2 separate regions of the Capsicum annuum genome follow, and region 1 is linked to region 2. The links are chromatin contacts, called in public Hi-C maps. All regions are on one chromosome and are shown on one strand. Each heading gives the region's core, a stretch centred on a gene start, on an enhancer-like site or on the middle of the called end of the contact. The rest is flanking DNA. Distances are from core to core; before and after follow the strand shown. Region 1 holds the start of LOC107845414 (probable serine/threonine-protein kinase PBL8). Region 2 has its middle 51 kb from the start of LOC107845298.

Region 1 (3,040 bases), core at 76-2,575, 140 kb after region 2:
CTAAAATGATATAAGAAAATAATACTAGAAGTTACGGTTCAAAAGCTGCTAGCCGTAAAAATAAATCAAAAACAGCGGAAATTACAAAAGATTTACTTCTAAATCTCAATTCCCACTTTTAACCAAAAAAATAAAATAAAATTCTCAATTCCCACTAATTCTTTTGCTTTTCTACTATTTCCCCAAATCTAACTCATAGATTTTGATAAATATTTAACACGTACTAAAATTATTAAATTTTAGCAAACTTAAAAAATCAAAATTGACATATCTTGAAACATAAATCTATTATTATCACTTTTCCTCACCAAAATTGTTGATGGTTTGAGGCTTTGAGCATGCCCTTGGTTGCTATTGGTTTATCACGTGTACTAAATTTTGACTAAGAAGTGCCTAATATAAGTAGATATTTTATTAAAATAAATCATATTCATATTTGATTAGGAATAGAGATATCAAGAAAAAGTAGGAGTAACCGTGATAGAAGAAAAAATGGGAGAAATAAGGTTGAGTTAGTTCAGATATATGTAGAGGAGACACATGAATTTGCCTAATGTGAAGGTATAAGAGGTTAACTATGGATATTAAGAGAGGTAGAGGTAGATCAAGAAATATTAAGGTGAGGTGATTAGATATGAAGTGACCCAGTTTCATTTTACCTAGCACATGATCTTGAATAGAAATTTATGGAGAATGCAAATTAGAGTAGAAGATTAGTTAGATAATTAGATGTTGTCGCACTTATTCTTCTATATTATTAGTCATAGTATTATCTATGATTTTTATGTACTTTGATTATCATTTTATCTTGGTATAACTAATGTTTAGGATAATCTGTCAAAGTGTTTATAATAATTTTTAACATGACATTTTCATTTTCATTATTTCTTTCTCTATATTGATTTGATTTTTTTTTTTTTATTGAGATGAATATCCAAGGTGGACTTAGATTCAAGATTATGGTGCTCCGACACCCATTAAACCCCATATAGAATCGGTATAATTATATAAATAAAATGTATAAAAATTAAAATAAGATGGGAAAACACTAATTAATATATATAAAAATTAAAATAAGATGAGAAAACACTAATAAAATCAAGAAGACAGACGAGTGATTTAATTTTTAGACGAAACTTCAAAATTTTTGAGTATTAGTATACATATTTGAACCTTCAAAATATCCAAACTTTTAAATCTTCCACCCGGTATGTATCAAAAACAACCTCTGCACGTTGCCTCTATCGAGCTCTACTCTCTGTTGTCGACTAGTTTAATATGTATTCCGCATGAACTTTTACGGTGGGCAGGGCAGGGTAGGGTTCGTGAAGCACGCGCATACATCTTTATTGTAATTTTTAGGATTAAATATACAAATACAATATGGGGGGACTGGCCCCGACTGGGAAAGTATGTGTAGCACACTGCACCACTGTTTATTTGGACTTTATCCTCCCCTTTTAAAGCAGCCAGCACAAATACCCATCAAAGTTGGTGTATCACTAATCCACTTCCTTTCATCTCCAACATACACCCCCACCCCCACAACGTGCTTGTCAGCGTTATAAAGGTTTTCTTCCTCCTACTTTTTTGACTGTCTAGTCTTACCGTATTAAAAGTGTGACATTGTTTAAGTAATTTGAAGAGGGTAAGATTAACTATGAGAACAAACCCAAGAACGTAGCAAATGGGCAATTGTGGTACTAGAGAAGAATCTGCTGTTGTCTCCAACGCTCATCATCAAGGTTATTTCTTTTCTGATTTATCAGATCTGTTTTCACTATTAATTTGAAATATCTCTTGACCATAATTTCCTTTTTTGTGTTTGATACTGCAGTTCAGCATCAACAAGGGATATCGTTGGCAAGCAGAATAGGTGCTGACTCGAAGAAGCACAGTCATAGTCGCTCTACTTCAGATCTGAGTGATCCTTCGACTCCGAGAAACTTAGAGGATTTTAGAAAGAATGCTATTCTGTATACTCACATAATTGCCTTCACTCTTTTTGAGCTGGAAACAATTACTAAAAGCTTCCGATCTGATTATATACTTGGTGAGGGTGGTTTTGGAACTGTGTACAAGGGCTACATTGATGAAAATGTCCGTGTTGGACTTAAGTCTCTCCCGGTTGCTGTTAAAGTCCTTAATAAAGAGGGACTTCAAGGACACAGGGAGTGGCTTACTGAGGTTAACTTTCTTGGACAGCTTAGGCATCCTAATCTTGTCAAATTGATTGGATATTGCTGTGAGGATGACCATCGTTTGCTCGTTTATGAGTTCATGTTCAGAGGAAGCCTCGAAAATCATCTCTTCCGAAGTATGTTGTTCCTCTTGTTTTGCTGCATTATGTCATGACTAACTTGATGGTTTTTTAATTTCTACTATGTTTACTGAATAAGATGGTGCTTAAAACATTGCTATGATATCTTTAGGTGCACGAGTGACAATCTCAAGTACATGTTATATTTGGTTAGCCTACTGCATATTGGCTTCTGCATTGTTGTTATCCCTATGTAACTTTGCCTCTATTGTCATTGCTTATGTCACCTTAGAATAAACTGCTTATACACAGTTATCTCATGTCATAAGCAACATTATTAGATTAAAACTGATATGAAATTTTCAACTCAAGAACAACTGTTAGCAACTTACCCCCTTCCCCCTAGAAAAAAACAATAAAAATGGGTACGCTTATCTTCATCAGTCCATGTGTAAGATTTTCAAGTTTGAGCTCCATGATGCAGCAGGCGTAATTCCTTAATATTCATGTGGGGACAACAAAAGTGGAAACTTGAGTCCCTGTGGTGGTATATTTGAGCCTCCAATCTCTTGTCTGTAGTGTCTTTTCTGGTCTCCTAAGTCTTTGATCATGGATTGTGTTGAATGAAGAGATCAGAGTTTCTTTAGCTCATGCTTCAAGTATCTTGAATGGTGGAGGTTCAACCACTGCATGATGCTACGTTGATGATGTCATTTGCTTGCTTCAGCCTGATCCTTTAGAGATATACCAACAGTTTCACCTGTCGTGGTCGAGCTTTTT
Region 2 (2,860 bases), core at 205-2,704:
CGAAGGATATTTTTGCTCTATTTCAGATAATTCTGGGGTAATTTTTGGCCCTTTATTACTACTTTTTGTATGAACAAAATTTAAGCGATAGCCTATATTATGTAAGGACAACTTTCTATCAGCATAGCAACCGTGTGAAAACAATTGCATCTGGTGTCCACCTAAACTATTGTCCACCTAAACTAAGGAGAATTATTTTGCAGATATGATTCGATATTGAAGAAATAAGAAAAAGAGTAAGAGCATAAAAAGGGAAGAAAAAAAAAAGCATACATCCTGTTATTGTTGTTAATAACATATAGGGGTGCAAAACTTGGCATTCGATATATCACTACGTGATGATAAATAACACGTTATTGTCGAGCAAAATATTATTTCACCTTCTTTCTCTTTTTTAATCTCTCTAACATATTAAGAAACATTTTTTTTTTTTAAAAAAGGCCAAATCCATCGACAGACCCTCAAACTTGTCCCAAAAATTTACTTAGACCCCTTAGCTAAGATTTGTACCTATCAGACACCTCAACTGCTTAAATTGATACCTATCAGACACAAAATGTTGATTTGGCAAGGATAGTGTGTGGCGCGTGAGTTGAAGAAAAAATATTATTTTACTTTTTTTAATTAAAAAATTTATACTTTTATTATTTTATTAATATAATTTTTAAATTTTCAAATAAAAAAGAAAAAGAAAAGAACATACCCCCTCCCCCTCCGTTCATCATCTTCACTGCCCCCCACCCCACCCGCGAGCGTCATCATCTTCACTGCACCCTGCCCCACCCCAGTTCATCATCTTCAACCCCTACCCCGTCATCATCGTCTTGACCCACACACCTCGTCGTCTTCTTCATAATAAAGAAAAGCAAGATCTAACAATATTTTCAATCAATCTCATCTTCGAAAAATCAAGAAACCCAGAATTGAGAAAACAGCAACACTACCAATCACGCGATGGTAACGACAAATTCTTCTATCCGCAGATAGATTATTAACAAAATTTTATGTCGAATATCTCAAATAACATCCCGCAATTAAAGCTCTAGCTTCTCTGCTCGAAAAACTCCCTTTGAAATCTCTACTTGCTTTGTCCAAACATTCTCTGCAACCTTTACTACTCAAAGTTTTCCAACACCGTACCAATCCATAAACTCCATTCAAATGCATCGATGCATAACCGTCGTTCACCACCGCTGTCTTCGTCAATTTGTCAATCAAATTTCCAGCTGATGCGTCAATAATCATCTAATTGATTGTTTGTTTGTTGGAATTGAATAAAAATTTATCATCTTCATCTACTTTTCCATTGAAGTTGTCATCTTCATCATCTGACTCCATTGAAGAACAACAATTGAATGCTTTGGTCTACTCGTGGCGGAAATTACCATTGAACAAGAACAAAAATGTCGATATTGTTGCTGCGACTATGTGTGTGCGTGAACTATCTAGGTGTGTGTGTGTGTGAACTGTGTGTGTGCGAGGGGGAGAGGGGGTTTGAAGATGACGACTGTGGAGGGGTGTTGCTGGGACTGTGTGTGTGTGTGTGAATTGTGTATGTGCGAGGAGGAGGGGGTGCGAAGATGACGACTGTGGAGGGGGGGGGGGGGGCGGGGGGGGGGGGGGGGGGGGGGGTTGGGAAGATGACAAGGGGGGGGGGGGGGGGGGGTTTTGCTTTTTTTCTTTTTAATTAAAAAATTATTATTACATAGATATTTAAATAAAAATATTGCCAAATCAGCAATTCCATCTTTTAATTTTTTTTGCCACATGTTTTTTTTCAATTGGCCCTGTTTGCCACATCAGCGCGTGTGTGTTGCACACACTTGAGCCTTTTGCTGATTGGGAAAAAATTGCTCAATTGGAATCAAATTGGGGGGTTTAGGGGTTTAATAGGTACAAGCCTTAGTTTAGAGACCTAAATGAATTTTAGAGATAAGTTTGAGGGGCTATCGATGGATTTAGCCAAAAAAAATTAATCATCAAAGGAAATATTTAACCCACATTTCCATTGAAAGGGTTGGCATTAAAGAATACAAAATCACACAGTTATAAATCTAACCATAGAAACATCACCATGCATGTTTATAACTCATCTGAACACATAATTAAGGTAAACAAAGTTAAAAGTAAAATTATTAATATAAAACGGCATGTAAAGTAAAGTATCTCTTGCGTGATTGGATGTATATTCAATATATCGATTAATTAGCATACAAAATACATAAGAAAGAATACATTAGTGAAAAATAGCAGTTAATGTCAAAAGTAAAGTCATGGTAAAAAATTATTGACTTTGCTACACGATATCAGTGTAAAGACGAAAGCACAATCATGATTGGACTTTGCTAGATGAGCACCGAAATAATGCAGAGTCTAGATGCACCAGTTTACAAAAACAAAATTAAGAATGATGAATCATCAAAATTATACATGCAATATCTCGATAGATATTCCTAGAAAACACCAGAAAGCAATAAGATAAAGACAAAAAATCGAGCTTAATTATAAATTAAAGAGACAAAACAACATTGTCTAATTTGATATCTTTGATGTCTTCTTTTCTTGAGTAAAACAGAGTATACAACGGAGATTTTATTAATTGCACCAATTATTATATACTTTTATAAGATCTGATTTTTTAACTTCACTATATAAAATTGTACTATATTTTTTAAAGGTAAATGATATCTTTAGTTCATCATAGCTTCTTTTCATGTCTTATATTTTTTCAGCCTTTCTGTGTCTCATTCCAGTTCAAATTGAATAGGTCAAGTACTTGAATACTTTAATAGCTCATTTGGATTGACTTTTTGTAAATTTCTATGGCCACATAATTAATTTATTTGGTGGTTTAATAATA

Evidence for each region. A called contact is a pair of places that touch in the nucleus more often than the background predicts.
Region 1: a Hi-C map of leaf shows a contact between it and region 2, with 4 times the contacts expected there. The contact joins the promoter of LOC107845414 here to the enhancer-like site in region 2. A contact is called at or near these places in 3 of 5 Hi-C or Micro-C datasets (bud and leaf).

Annotation. Positions count from the first base shown.
Region 1 is chr10:138,280,800-138,283,839 of UCD10Xv1.1, forward strand. LOC107845414 (probable serine/threonine-protein kinase PBL8) reads left to right here and starts at 1,326. Exons shown (of 5, transcript XM_016689712.2): 1 at 1,326-1,745; 2 at 1,838-2,317. The coding sequence starts at 1,688.
Region 2 is chr10:138,137,382-138,140,241 of UCD10Xv1.1, forward strand. No RefSeq gene overlaps it. Among protein-coding and RNA genes, the nearest start is that of LOC107845298, 51 kb to the left of the region's middle. Within about 2 kb of position 1,455, at least 4 of the 5 cell types and tissues checked have an H3K27ac peak or open chromatin away from gene starts, as enhancers often do. A contact at or near this core is called in bud and leaf, where this site is marked.